Regions from separate parts of the Gossypium hirsutum genome. Here region 2 is linked to region 1. The links are chromatin contacts, called in public Hi-C maps. All regions are on one chromosome and are shown on one strand. The core of a region is the stretch at or near the end of the contact, and the rest is flanking DNA. Distances in the headings are between cores, read along the strand shown. Region 1 has its middle 45 kb from the start of LOC107908423. Region 2 has its middle 8.5 kb from the start of LOC107910157.

Region 1 (4,263 bases), core at 746-3,245:
CGAGAATAGCCTAAGTTTCATGAATTTATTAAATATCGAGTAATAACTCAGGTTTGAGTCACACACCTGATGATATAATTCATCCAATTAACTCACTTAACCAACAAAATATCATCCAACATCATATTCCTTTAACAAAATTTCAGTCCCTAAGTGAAGTTCGATTACTTACCACTCGGAAACAGCTTCCAAAACGGAAATCACTCCTTTGATGTAACCTGTTTCTCACACCCTTCACCTAAACAAAATCACGAAAATGTCAAGCACTACATAACAAGAAGACTAAATACTAACCAATCATATCTTACCACGAAAAATAAATTCAATTCAAAATAACATAAAAGATATTAAACAAACTTATACCCCGTTTTGAACCATAATGGAAAGACAAAACTCGCGCACGAACATAGGGAACAAATGGAATGACAGTAAAGAAATAATACCCAACAAAGAACGTCAGTAACAATCTCAAGAGAACCAAAAAGAACAAAAGAAAAGATAAAGAAGAAAAGAAGAAAAGGAAGAATAAAACCAAAATTAATGTGTGGAAATAGGGAAAAGTGGATGGTTAACGATGGAGTGAAAGTGGGAATTTTTGGAACAAAATTAAAAATATCAATAAAAATAAACAGATATTTATTCACAAATTTTTTTAGAAAAATAACTTTAACCCAACAACTAACAAGTGCCAAGGACAAAATGTTACACTCACACGCAACACGAGAGTCGAACACAAGACCTAAGGTAAGCTAACACCTTACCATTGATCCAATAAACTCATTCTGTCATAACTTGCTCAGAAATAAGATTTAAGCCAGAAGACTAGGAATAGGAATTGAGCTAAAAACTAACAAAATTCCAAGAGACAGGATTTGAACATAGGACCTTTCACACATAATCACAACACTAAACCACTGAACTAGATTATTTTACTTGTCACAATTTTCACAATCTTAACTCACAAATCAAGATGTAACCACTCTTGATTTCACTAACCTGATTTCTTCAAACCCAATTTTTGGGATGTGACAGCTCTTGCCTTATTTGTCAAAATGAAAATAAGATGGTGATCAGATTTTAGTTTATGTAGATGTCTTACAACTAAATTTAGTGTGAAAGGCTACCACAGATCATTACAAGGTCCTCGATCAAGCTTCTGAAATAGGTTCCCTCTGCTCCAAATGAAATACAACCCTTAATACCCTATATCGTGAAAACTATGCTAGAAAACAAACAAACCGGATCGATTGCAACCCACTTTGTGAGACTCAAAACCTCCTTTCCATTCATCACTTCTCAAAATCGTGTTGAAATCCCCTACCACTAGCCAAGGATCTTCAACCTTATCAACACTCTAACCCAAAATTTCCTATAACTGAGTAATTGTACGTAGTAGTGGACTCACATAAACAACAGAACAGAGAAATAAAGTGTGGCTTCGTAATTTCTGAACACGCATATGTATAAACTGAGGATGAGCTTTTACTACCTCAACACCTATCATTCCAGAAAATCAAAATACCACCCACAAAACCCAATGTTTCGACTCAGAATGAGTTTTCAAACCTCAGCTTTGAAATAACAATGTTAGCCTTGGTCTCACTAATTCTAGTTTCAAAGAGAGAAACAATGTTTGGACAAACTTTTGTCTTGTATTCTTTTAAAAATTTATGGAATCGAGAGTGTCCACACCCTTGACAATTCCAAAGCATTAAATTAAAATCAGAGACCATCACAAAATAGTAGGCCATGAAAGTGTTATCGAAACCCTCATATAAACTCAACACCCTTAATAGTTTCATCCTCCTTCCCGATCTCCTCTCCTCAAACACTGGCCATAGCGGTGTCATCCCCAACCTCGTTACTCAACCCTTGTAAAATATCATCTATAGCTAGAGCCACCGAAAGTGGTGACAAATCGACACCCTTGAAGCCCATTGGTTCCTACTCTGTATTTTCACCCACTTTTTCACTGATCTCTTCTCATGGCCGATGAGTTCCCTTACCCCCATACTTTGTTTTGATTTTGAGATACTATGGCAGTTGTGTCCCTCACTTCTAGTTGAAATACCTTCTTTAGCCATAAATCTAATTGCCAAAATTTTCTTTCCTTTCAACATCGGGCTAATAGCTTGAAAGTGAATGGGCTCCAAATCTCTATCCAATTCTATCGGGTCCATTCTCAATCTATCATAAAATGGATTATTTTTTGGACTCAAGGAGGATGCCTCAACCTTCTTTGATGGTTTTAGAATGTTCAAGTTGGGCTTCCATCCGTTTGCAATTACAACCCCTTTCTCTTTAGCCATAGAAACTCATTTCTTTGTGCTCCTTGTTTTATTTGGAGCCTAAATTATTCCAGCCTTTTTAACCAGTTCATTAATTCCCAAATCTTATTTCCCTAAAATCTTGGTCTCGTCATTTTCATTAAGGTAGCCCGATTTCTTTAATAATTGCTTTTGGTCTATACCTAAAATACTATAAATCTTTAATAATTCTTATTTCTGATGTGCAATATCATTTTTGTTATCGGGTAAACTACACCATTAGTAATTCTATTAGAGATAAATTTTTGATTTGGTCACTTATCTAAAAATGGTTACAATTTTTTCATTCAATTATTCAAAAGTTTTCATTTAAGTCATTAGGCTGTTAAAATCAATGCTATGTGGCTTTCTTTGTTTGCAGTGCATGCACCAATCAAAAGCTCTTTTCTCCTTTCTCCTATACATATTTTTTTTTCAAATCCAATAAAATAGTTTTGGACATCATGAATATGCGAACCAAAACTTAAACAACTTTTTTCTTCAATCTCGTAGACTAACTGTCAAATTGTCAAATTGTCAAATAGTTTTGCATGGATTGTCAAATTGTCGGTTAGAGCTTACTAGCAGAACTTTTTTTAAAAAAACCTTAACAACTTAGTGAGTTAAATAAAAACTTTTGAATAGTTTAGTAAATTAAATGAAAACTTTTGAATATTTCGGTGACCAAAGTGTAACTCTTTTAGTTAACTAAACAAAACCTTATCCATAGTTTAGTGACTAATAGTGTAGTTTACAATTTGTTAGATAACGAACAGGGGTGTGGTTTGTAGGCTTTGAACTCCAAATGGGTGCTACTTTTACAAATACTTTAGGGTAAACTATCTAGTTGGTCACCTAAAATAAAATTATTAGAATTTCATTACTTAACTTTTAGGGTATTTTTATTTTAGTCACCCAACCGTTAAATCTCTAACAGTGGTTAACTATACACGCCACATCATGTTCACACTCTCAGTTTGGTCACCCAACTTCTAAGTTGTTTTAGTTTTTGTCACCTAAAAAGGTATTAATCAGGGTAAAAAAATATTAAGAATTCAAGTGAAAAAGTGGTAGAAACTAAAATAATGCTTTAAAAATTGGCAATATGAATTTGTTTACCCTCTTGTTGAAAGTTCTATTTTTTTCAATAATTAAATTTTAAATTTATAAATATCAAAATCAATTAAATATGTTGGAGTGTAGGGATATAAATAAACTTATGAGAAATTATTGAAGGATCCAAGGCCTGTAACAATGTCATTTTCTTTAAGGTTCTATTCACCTCCATATCAATTTCTATAAAGAATTCTTTATAGAACAATCTAGGAATATAAAAGATGGTTGGAGAATAGAAAGAAACTTTGTTTCTATGTTTTTGGGTGTCATACAAATGAAAGTTCACTCCTATTTATAAGAAGCCTCATGTCTCTTCATAGAGACATAACTACTTAAATGGATAGTCATATCTTTAGCAATAAACATAATTATTCAATAGATATCTACTTGAATAATTATGATTATTCTTTAATAATCAAGTGACATAAATTTTGAATTTAAGAGGCATAACTCATCATTATAAATGGTTACAACTTTTGGTTAATAACCAAATGACACAACTTTTGGTTATTTATAACTTTTCATTTACAACTATTGGAACATTATATATTTTTTTAAAATGTTCCAACAATCTCCCCCTATTTTGAAAGTATTCTATATTTTGATAATCTTGAAAATTAATAGCATAAATGAAGGTGTCGTACGTTTGAACCTTCACTTAGTGAAAGCATATTAAAGTTAATAAAAATTGCATGGTAGACTATGCTTTGAACTAGTTATTCCATTTGACTAATCGAACATATCTCATACAATGATTTCAACACCAATCAATGCACAGTATTCAGGGACACTATTATGACCGTGCGTCTGTAACCTCTTTTCATGAGTGTTGTTAGAGCCA
Region 2 (4,520 bases), core at 810-3,309, 430 kb before region 1:
AACAGTAGGCTATTTGGGTCATATTATATCAACCTAGGGTGTAGTAGTTGACCTAGACAAGATTCAAGCCATCCTTGACTGGCCTACACCAACAACAATTAAGGACGTTAGGGCTTTTTTAGGCCTAGCGGTATATTATAGACGTTTCATTCGAAGTTACTATACCATAATCAATCCACTCACTAATTTGCTAAGAAAAGATGCCTTTTATTATACTTTAACAATAGGCTTGTCCTTCATTAAGTTGCAAAAACTATAACTTCAGCTTCGATCTTACAATTTCCAGAATTTTCCAAGCCTTTTAACTTGGAAACAGATGCATTAAGGATCGACATTGGTGTTGTTCTGTCTCAAGAGGGCTACCCCATAGCTTTCTTCAGTCAAAAACTTGCTCCATGCCAGCAATCAACCTCCATTTATCATTGGGAAATGTATGCCATTACCCATGCCATTGTAAGGTGGGGACAATATTTATTGGGTCGTTGATTGTCATTATTACTGATCAACAACCTTTGAAAAACCTCACTGATCAGATCATCCAGACACCTGACCAACAGAAATGGGTGGGAAAATTATTGGGTTATGACTTAAAATTATTTATCGTCCGGAGAAACACAATCAGGCACTAGCTACTCTATCATACCCTTCATCCACGTCTCTACTTGTGATTATAGGCTTAGAATTTCCCATTCTCACGGTAGTACGTGAGACCAACGAATCTCACCCTGATTTAGTCGCTTTACATAATCTCCTTCGAGTTGACCCTGAATCTTTACTTAGGTACGCGAATCATTATAGGTTGTTTTCTCACGGCCATATCATCTTTCTCGTCGATTCATCTCTTCACCAACAACTGTTAAGTGAGTTTAATTCATCTCTTGTTGGTAGCCATGTTGGAATCACTTGCACCTTCCATCGCCTCTTATCCAAATTTTTTTTGGAAAGGAATGCGTCGTGGTGTTTAACGTTATGTTTCAGAATGTCAAATTTGTCAACAAATGAAAGATTCTTCACTGCCACTGGCTAGCTTACTTTAACCCCTCCCTATTCCAACACTGGTTTTTGAAGATATTTCCATGGATTTTATTACCGGATTGTTGTCCTCACATGGAAAAACTACTATAATGGTGGTAGTTGACCGATTAAAAAAATATGGTCATTTCATGGCACTTCCTTTTATTTTTTTAGGTACCGTTTATAAGGCACCGAACTAGTAATGAGTACCCCATACCTCCCCCAAACGAATTTCCAAACAAAAGCCCTTAACAAATGCCTTGAGATGTATTTAAGTTGTTTCACTACCGATACTCCTCATAACTGGGTTGCTATGTTACCATGGGCTAAATAAGGGTACAACACTACTTATCAAACAACTATACAGAGGACACCATTCGAAGCTCTTCATGGATGACCGCCTCCAACCATTGCTCGATACATCAAAGGCACAACTGATACACCATTGGTGGAGGAATACATGTTTGATAGGGATACACTTCTGGCTCGCCTTAAGTAGAATCTTTCCAGGGCCCAAACTCGAATGAAACTCGTTACGAAAAAACACAGTCACGATTTTAATAAATTAGATTGGGCATATGTTAAACTCCAACCCTTTCACCAAAATTCGGTGCAACTTCAGCGTCATCATAAGCTTGGTCGACATTTCGTTGGACCTTTCAAAGTCCGCTGTCGTGTTGGAGCAATTTACCTTCTCCGCAAATGCAATGGGATCCCTGATAAAAAAGTTACATTTCATCTTGTTGACTCTACCAACACCGTCATTTTGTCGCCTGCAGCTATATTAAACAAATGAGTAATTGAACGATCCGATCATTCCATTGAACAATTTTTGATTCATTGGGACGGACTTCCAATTGAAGTTATAACTTGGGAGGATAAGAACCACCTTTATCAGAGTTTTCCTGACTGGCACCTTGAGGGCAAGGTGCCTTTTGAACAAGGGGTATTGTTGTGAATGAAACCATGATTGTTGTACCAGTAAACCAACCCACCATGATTGTTAAACCAGTAAACCAATTCGAGCCTCCACTAGAGCCCAACAATGCTACACAACAACGAAGACTACCATGGAGATTCACTGATTTTGTCATGTAGCACAAGTCATCAAACGCATAACGACCAGAAGAGTACTATAAAAAGATAGAAGAAATATGACTAGGGCATGCTTATTGTCAATTGGAATTTGTTTATCTTTTCTCATCTTATTCTCTTGAAAAATACTTTGAATTGTACTATTGGCTATATCACTGGAAAAGGAATTTCGTAGTCATTCAACAAATCTGCATACTTTATTTTCAAAATTGTTAGACTTTGTTGCAGAGATATGTGTACACAACAAATTACAATAAAAGAATTATTGAAATTTATTGCAAGAATTAGAAACCCCTTCTAATCTTTTTATTTTTTGAATTTAAATCCCCTTCTAATCAACTTCATAAAAATAGAGAACATAATTTATGTTAAATAGGTAGGTTATGTAGGATTAGGTTTTTTAATGTAACTAGTTTTTTTTTTCAACAAAAAAATAGGAAAGACTTTTTCATATTTAATTTATGAAATCAAAATTAATCTAATTATGTATAAAATATCATCACGGAAAAATTGTATAACTATCTTTAAACTTCAATTTATTATATTGCTGCCATGCTAATCAACTACATAAAATAGTAACTATATTTTGCAAATAAATATAATTTTCTATTTAATATGTAAAAACTTCATAAACTAATTAATTAATTATTTTGTAGTAATATAGTCTTCTATATAAGTGCTAATCAATAGATTTATATCCAATCTCTATAATAATTTAATAATTGATTGATGTAATAGCGTGAACAAATAATAAAATATATGGAAACAAATTTTTTTCATTTATAATCAATTACTAATTAGGATTTTTTTCCATTTTTTATGTTGGTTTTACAGAATATATTTGGGGTTTGTGATTATCACTTCTAGCAATAACGTCTTTAAAATTCGAATTTGAATTTTTTGGCTCTCTCTTTAGCTCTATGTCTCTTATCTCTAGGAGGTCTTCCTCCACTAGCAGGTTTTTTCAGAAAGCTCCATTTATTCTGGTGTGGATGGCAGATAGGCCTATATTTCTTGGTTTCAATGGAACTCCTTACGAGTGTTGTTTTCATATACTATTATCTAAAAATAATTAAGTTATTAATGACTTGACGAAACCAAGAAATAACCCCTCACGTGTGAAATTATAGAAGATCCCCTTTAAGATCAAACAATTCCATTGAATTAAGTATGATTGTATGTGTGATAGCATCTACTATACCAGGAATATCAATGAACCCGATTATTGCAATTTCTCAAGATACCCTTTGTTAGTTTAGCTTCTAGTTAGCTTCTAGAATCTATTTCTTAGTTCAATTACTAACTGAAATCAAGCTTGAATGACCCTTTCTCATAATGAGAATGTATATAGCCCTATTCTGGTCTGGTCCAATATGGAATAAACTTATAATCATAGAATCGATTCGATCATCAGATTATAGATTATAAGTTCATAACCCCAGCCCATTCCCATTTTAGGTGGAACAGATCTACTAATTCTGTGTGCAAAGTTCTAAAGTCTGGTTGGCCCTTGTACCTTTCTCATTAAAAGACCTCTTAGTCATTTTACCTTCCAAGCAAGATTCACATTGTGAAGACTAAATTCCTTAAGCATACTTAAAGGACCATCTTTCACGAGTCTAGTGATTCTTTCTTGGTTAATATGATCAAATCTTAAGTGCCATAGGTACCCCTCAATAGAGTGAGAAGTTTTAAGCTTTTTATTCACTATTTTAGTTTGAATCATTGAGTAGTTATTTGGTTTGATAAAATAGAGATTGCTTTCCATCCATCCATTACAGATTAAAGAACGATTTTTATGAATAATATTCCCTTTTATTGAATGTGAAAGTATAGCCGTTATAAAATAAACAAGCTAAAGAAATTAAATTCCTCTTAAAATGATGTACATAAAATATGTTCTTTAAAACAATATTCCTAAAATTATCAAAATGTAAAATAACTTCTCCAACTACTTCGGCTGAAACATAGCTCCCATCTCCAGTCTGCAATAAGAGGTTCCTATCACGCAGACTTCTTATTTCAATGAACCCATTTAAAGAAACAGACACATGGTTAGTGGCTCAAGAATCAATAACCCAGTTGTCAATTGATTCTTCCATTAAGTAAGCTTCAATCACAAAGAGTTTTAAACTTTTTCCCTTTTTGGCTAGGTAATCCAAATACTCGTTGCAGTTCGATTTGAAATGCTCTTTCATGTTGCAAAAGAAACATTTGATCTTTTTAGGATCTTTTGACTTATTAGCCTTCTTCCTATCCATACGAGGTGGAACCGAATACTTAGTCAGTTTCTTCTATCCCTTAGCTTTTTGCTTCCTCTTAGAGGACGAGGGGCCCAAAGCTAAGTTTGCCTCAGGTTTCTCCTGAACTGATGTCAACATCAACTCATAATATTGTAATTCCTTCATGAG

The links. A called contact is a pair of places that touch in the nucleus more often than the background predicts.
Region 2: a Hi-C map of leaf shows a contact between it and region 1, with 3 times the contacts expected there. The contact joins two enhancer-like sites. A contact is called at or near these places in 3 of 34 Hi-C or Micro-C datasets (hypocotyl, leaf and petal).

Annotation. Positions count from the first base shown.
Region 1 is chrD02:41,681,188-41,685,450 of Gossypium_hirsutum_v2.1, reverse strand. No RefSeq gene overlaps it. Among protein-coding and RNA genes, the nearest start is that of LOC107908423, 45 kb to the right of the region's middle. Within about 2 kb of position 1,995, at least 8 of the 9 cell types and tissues checked have an H3K27ac peak or open chromatin away from gene starts, as enhancers often do.
Region 2 is chrD02:42,114,875-42,119,394 of Gossypium_hirsutum_v2.1, reverse strand. No RefSeq gene overlaps it. Among protein-coding and RNA genes, the nearest start is that of LOC107910157, 8.5 kb to the left of the region's middle. Within about 2 kb of position 2,059, at least 4 of the 9 cell types and tissues checked have an H3K27ac peak or open chromatin away from gene starts, as enhancers often do.